2 separate regions of the Gossypium hirsutum genome follow, and region 1 is linked to region 2. A link is a contact called in public Hi-C data. All regions are on one chromosome and are shown on one strand. Each heading gives the region's core, a stretch centred on a gene start, on an enhancer-like site or on the middle of the called end of the contact. The rest is flanking DNA. Distances are from core to core; before and after follow the strand shown. Region 1 holds the start of LOC107896671 (SAL1 phosphatase). Region 2 has its middle 3.0 kb from the start of LOC107895987.

The links. A called contact is a pair of places that touch in the nucleus more often than the background predicts.
Region 1: a Hi-C map of fibers shows a contact between it and region 2, with 4 times the contacts expected there. The contact joins the promoter of LOC107896671 here to the enhancer-like site in region 2. A contact is called at or near these places in 3 of 34 Hi-C or Micro-C datasets (callus, fibers and leaf).

Annotation. Positions count from the first base shown.
Region 1 is chrA10:92,394,850-92,397,668 of Gossypium_hirsutum_v2.1, forward strand. LOC107896671 (SAL1 phosphatase) reads left to right here and starts at 1,505. Exons shown (of 8, transcript XM_041079023.1): 1 at 1,505-1,793; 2 at 1,911-1,992. The coding sequence starts at 1,728.
Region 2 is chrA10:92,339,425-92,342,396 of Gossypium_hirsutum_v2.1, forward strand. No RefSeq gene overlaps it. Among protein-coding and RNA genes, the nearest start is that of LOC107895987, 3.0 kb to the right of the region's middle. Within about 2 kb of position 1,432, at least 2 of the 9 cell types and tissues checked have an H3K27ac peak or open chromatin away from gene starts, as enhancers often do. A contact at or near this core is called in fibers, where this site is marked.

The sequences.
Region 1 (2,819 bases), core at 255-2,754, 55 kb after region 2:
AAGTATGGATCATTGGAAAGCGACGAAATGATTCATACATTATCTTCATAAAACAAAACATTACATGGCAACAAAAAGGTTCATACATTATCTTCAAAAAACAAAACATTACTTGCTCACATATCGGAAGTCTAATAAGTTAGAGACCGCCAGGTATACAGACTTCAATTTTAGTGGAATATTTTGTCACTAAGTTACAAATTGTGACAATAAATTGCGGTCATTTGTTCCAATAACAACAAGAGCACATCAAAGTCAAAGCACATAGACTTTAAATTCATGGTTTTTAAAGTAAGAGTTCAGAGTGAGTCATGTGTCTATAAATAATATTGGGACAAACTACATTATTGTAGATTCATTTACTGAGGGACTACCACCCAAGGCTTTTATGAGCACATTGCTCATATGGGTGTAATGTCCTTTTAGGATATTTAGTTTTAGTGGGAATTTTAAAATTTTTTTGTTATACACATTTTTAGTTATTTCAATTTACACATATTAAGGTTATTTTCTATAGAAATAAGGTTTATCTGGTTTATTTACACTCTGATTTTGGTAAGACTTGATCTCACTAAGATTAAGGTGGACTAGTTAGAAATAGAAATGTTTAGGTCACAATACATAAAATTTCCATGCTACACATTTATATTTGATCTATATCATTTTTTATTAATCTATGCGATCAAGGATGTATTCAATTATGATATATGTAACGAAAGTTGTCTTGATTATTTGTTAACATAATTAATAGATGAGATTGTCTGGAATACCTTTTGGATATGATACTAAAGTTTTAGCTCATAAGGTTATATAATGACGTGTGGTTATAGAGTAATTAGTATATATATGTGGTCCAAGTGGGAGATTGTTGAAAAAATATGGACATCACATATATAATAAGAATAATTACATGTTTTTATTTACTATCATAAAATGTTAGCTCAATTTAAAAGTGATCTAATTTGGTTAAGGTTTATTGGGCTTCAATTATTAAATAAATTATGTACCAAATATGTGTAGATACTCTAAAAAACTAATTTCTAATTGATGATGAGTTGATTAGAAATTTAGGTTAATATGCAAAAGTTATACATTAGTGTTATAGTCCCCAAATTACACACGTAACTTTTTTATATTCCATCTTTAAAAAAGAGAGAGTTGTCATTCTTTAAAAAACTTGTGTGTTAATTTAGATTATCAAAATCAAGAGATTTCGAGATATCAATGGATTTAAGTACATTTGCGCATCTAATTTTCTTATTCTTAATGATTTGATATTATAAAGCTTGATTTATTGAATTTTGTACCAAAATTTTGCTGTTATAACACATTAATCACATCTACATATAACATTTTTAACAATTTTTGCAAAGGCATGGTATGTTCTTAAAAGCTGAAATTTACAAAATAAAACTCATAAATTATTGACTAATGATTAAACTTAATTAAACAAAGAATTAGGTGATGATTGAGGAAGCACCATATATTAGCTGCCAATGAATTTTCAGTATTTCACAAGTAATGTCTTTGGTCGGATATATATTAATCATTACTCAAAACGAGAAAGTGAAACTGAAAGTTGCTGGAAATTTCATCACTCAATCGGCTGGTAGCGCGAAGTTTCGTACTTTAAAATTTATCTTTTAATTGGTTGAGATTTATTAGTCGCAACCCTCTCTCTTCTTCATCTCAAGTATTTGCCCCTTCCTCCTTCTGTGGCTTTTGCAATGGCTTATGATAAAGAGCTGGCTGCCGCCATCAAAGCTGCCTCTCTCGCTGCTCGTCTCTGTCGGGTAATTTCCCTTCTCACCAAAAACCAAAAACAAAAACCCCCATTTTCTCTGCATTTTCTGTTCTGGATTTTCAATTTTTTTCTACGGAAACTGAATTAGGGTTTATGTGGGTTTCAGAAAGTTCAAAAGGCGTTGCTTCAATCAGATGTTCGATCAAAACATGGTAGGAATAAAAGTCCCGTAACAGTAGCTGATTATGGTACGTTTCCTTTACTTTCTTTGCGCCTCTCGTTGACTTGCTCTTTTCTTTTGCCTTAATCTTGTTGTTTCTTATTCAAATATACATTCTGGATTCAGAACGTGTTTCAATTCCTTTTTAAGCATATGATTAATGCCCACAAGTTGAAATATGAACCAATTCTGTGGCTTAATTCACAATTTTGCTTTCAAATATACTCATTTTCTTACATCTATTTTTTTTTCTATTTTAGTATTTAAAGTTTTTTTTTTCAATATGCTGCCTAAACCATACCTCGGTTTTTTTTTAAAGCTTTATGTTAAATTTGGTTTTTTCGTGATACCTAAATTTTTTTATTTTATCCTAGATTAATATTTAAATTATCATTTTATTATTCTATTCAACTTTTTTTTAGTGGTGTTAAAAAACCAGTTGACAAATTATGCCAATCAAAATGTGTCACGTGACATATTCAACCAATGAAAATGTATCACATGACAATTAAGTTTATTTAAAATAAAAATATTTACCCACCATTAACCGGAAATTGACAAAATTCAAATATATATATAAATAATGTTTTGAGATTTTCGAAATTTAGATATATTTTTTTCGCAGTTCCGTCAGTTTCGATTAGAGTTTTGTTGGTTGAAGATCGAGTCTAGATTCTTTTAATTTATGAATTGGTTATTATAATAGCCTAGTGTTGTCTCTTTTCTACCAAAAAATACTTTCATATAATATTTTTATTTTTTAAAAATTTATTTTTATATATTTTAGAATTTTATAAAAAATATTTTTAAATTTTTTGAATTATTTAGACATTATATAATTTGTCTTTTAAACAA
Region 2 (2,972 bases), core at 182-2,681:
GGGACCAAAAAAAAAATATTGGTGTGAAAGTATTTTTCTGTTAATACATTGAAAAGGTTTCCAGCTAGAAGCGTTTTTTTGCAAATCTACTAAAAACACTTCCTATTAGAAGCGTTTTCATTATTTCAATTTAATCTTGTTACTTTTAAAAAGTACAATCTAATTTAGTAATTTTATTTAAAAACAATATTTTTAAGAAATTTACACCATTTAACCAATGACTCATTTACAAATACCAAATAATATCATTTAAACTACAATGATGATCTATTCTTCATTCAGAGGTGCATGGTTTTCTTTTTCAAGCTATCTTAAGACACTTCTGGCAAACTCAAGCTATCATATATGCTTAACAAAATGACTTTTAAAAATAAAAAATAAAGCCTTTGCAAAAGTTACCTCTGACCTACTTATTTTGTATGATTGATTACTTTGTTCTTTTCTAAATGAATATCGATATATCCTTTTTCTCCTTCACCTATATAAATATAGGTCTTTAATTTCTAATAAATTTTAAAATTTTGCATAACATCATAAAATAAAAAAATAATTCCAATATATGACAGCCAATAATTCAAACCACAGAAATTGGAGAACAACTCTCTTTTTTTTGCATTATTTAATGTCCAATAATATAACCAGCAATAAATATGTACATCATGAGCATGAACTATTCCTTCATTAGAATGTTTCATATTGTTTACCAGACTCTCAATGCAAACTTCAGATTTTTTAAAATTTTGCTTAAAGGGTGAAGAAACTATACATCTTGACCTCTCATTCTCCTCCTTGGAACCAAATCTTAGAAACACTTTTGAGGGCTTCCACAATATTCATTTTCATTTTAACATCAGTTTGGTATTATTTCTAAAAAATAATTTTAGAAGAAAAAGTATTTTTAAAATAAAAATATATACCTTTAAACTTTTCAAAAGTACTATAAGTAAAAAAAATGCTTCTTAAAAATACTTTTTTTACCGAAAATAAAAATAAAAAAAATTTAGTTATTATTCAAAAGTGTTTTTTTACTCAAAAACTCAGTTTCAAATGACTTGTAAAATTATTTTTTTTTTACTCCAATAATGTTATCATGCCATAAACTATAAATGTTCGGTTTCTTCCACGAAAAACAACATAAAACTTCTCCATATTCTTTTGTTAGTTCATTCTTCGAAAACCCCTAAGCCTTGATAAACTTCAGCTTAAACAAGTAGAAGTTTAAGGAAATAAGATCTAGCAATAATGAAGCAACCGACTCTCGGAAACAAAACTTTGAAAAAAAATTCTCTAGTAAAACAAAAAGATGAAGATGAGGGATCTAAAAAGAAGCTTTGAAATCTTTTTGCCAATAAAAATAGAGAGATGGAGATGATGGATCTACAAAGAACCTTTAAAAAAAAATTCCAAGCAAAACACATAAGTGTAGATGAGGGATCTGCAAATAATATTTGAATTTTTTTCCAATAAAAATAGAGGAAGATAAGGGGACGAGGGGCTAACTGATGGGACTTGGGAAGGAAAATTTTTGTCCTCAGTTTGGCATTGGGAAGGAAGTGAAGCCGTACAAATCGACTTTTACACATTAAAAGAGAAGAAACATTTACTATCGCAATTTTGTTTCACATTAAACTAGAAATAATTATTACATTTTTTTATGAGAGAGATTATTTTAATTTTAAATTTCAATCCACATTACAAGTATATGTTAGAAAAAAATATAAAATCAAATATTTATATATATATAATAAGAATAATTGTATGAAATTATTTATTATCATAAAATATTAGTCTAAATTAAAAATGACCTAATTTGATTAAGATTAATTGATGAATTTATTAGAAATTCAGGTTAATGTGTAAAAGTTATTTATTAGAATTATAATTCTAAAATTACAAATACATAAACTTTCTTGATATCTCATCTTTAAAAAAAAAAGAATCATCATTCTCTAAAATATTTTTTTGTTAATTTGGAAGATCAAAACTAAAAGATCTCAAGATATCAATGGATTCAGATATGTTTTTGCATCTTTTTTTTTGTTCTTGATGATTTCATATGACAAATCTTTATTTATTAAATTTCATCTTAGAGTTTTACGGTTCTAACAAGTGTCATACAGTCTTCTCATATTAAATCATCGAGAATTGATTAAATTTTCTTTTTTTTAGAATTGATATATGAAACTATGGGTTAGATTTTTTTTTTCTGAGTGACGTTTGATAATTTAATTATATATATATGTGTGTGTGTGTTAATATTTGAGATTCACGATAATATGTTTGAGTTTCGATTATTTATAAAATGTATTAACTTCTTAATAACGAATGGTGTTTTTCTCTTGTTATATATGTATGGTCGAAATATTAGAATTAATGTGTTAAAAGTACTGCTTTTGGTTGTTATTATTGATTTTTATGATAATCTCAAATTTTTGTTTAGACATTGATAATGGTTACTTTAATGAAATATATTGGAAAAGAAATTGAGAAACTAGATTGATTTTGCAAAAAAATTTATAGAATTATGTTGTTTTTCATCTCTCTCTTGAAAACACGTTTTATAAGGCGCATTTTCATTAAAGGCAATGAAAACGCGAGTGCATTTTCCTTTCAACGATAATTTCCCTACGACTACTAGGTCTCCAGCAACCATAAAAATTCTTATATAATCCCCTCCAAATTTTAATCTTTTCAACCAAATACTCCATAGCCATTCTTCCTTCCTAAATTCTCAATCCTCAATCTTCAATCCTCAATTTCTAATTTTAGATTTTCAATCTTCAAATTTAAAATTTAAATTTTCAATTTTCAATTTTCAATTTTAATTTTGAATTTTCAATCCTCAATTTTTTAACTTTTTTTTAAATTTTATTCTCTTCGATTTTATTCTTTTCATTATAATTATTAAACTGCAAATCAACTTATTCGTTTGAATGACAAGTATATCATTGGGGTTCAATTAAAAATGGTAA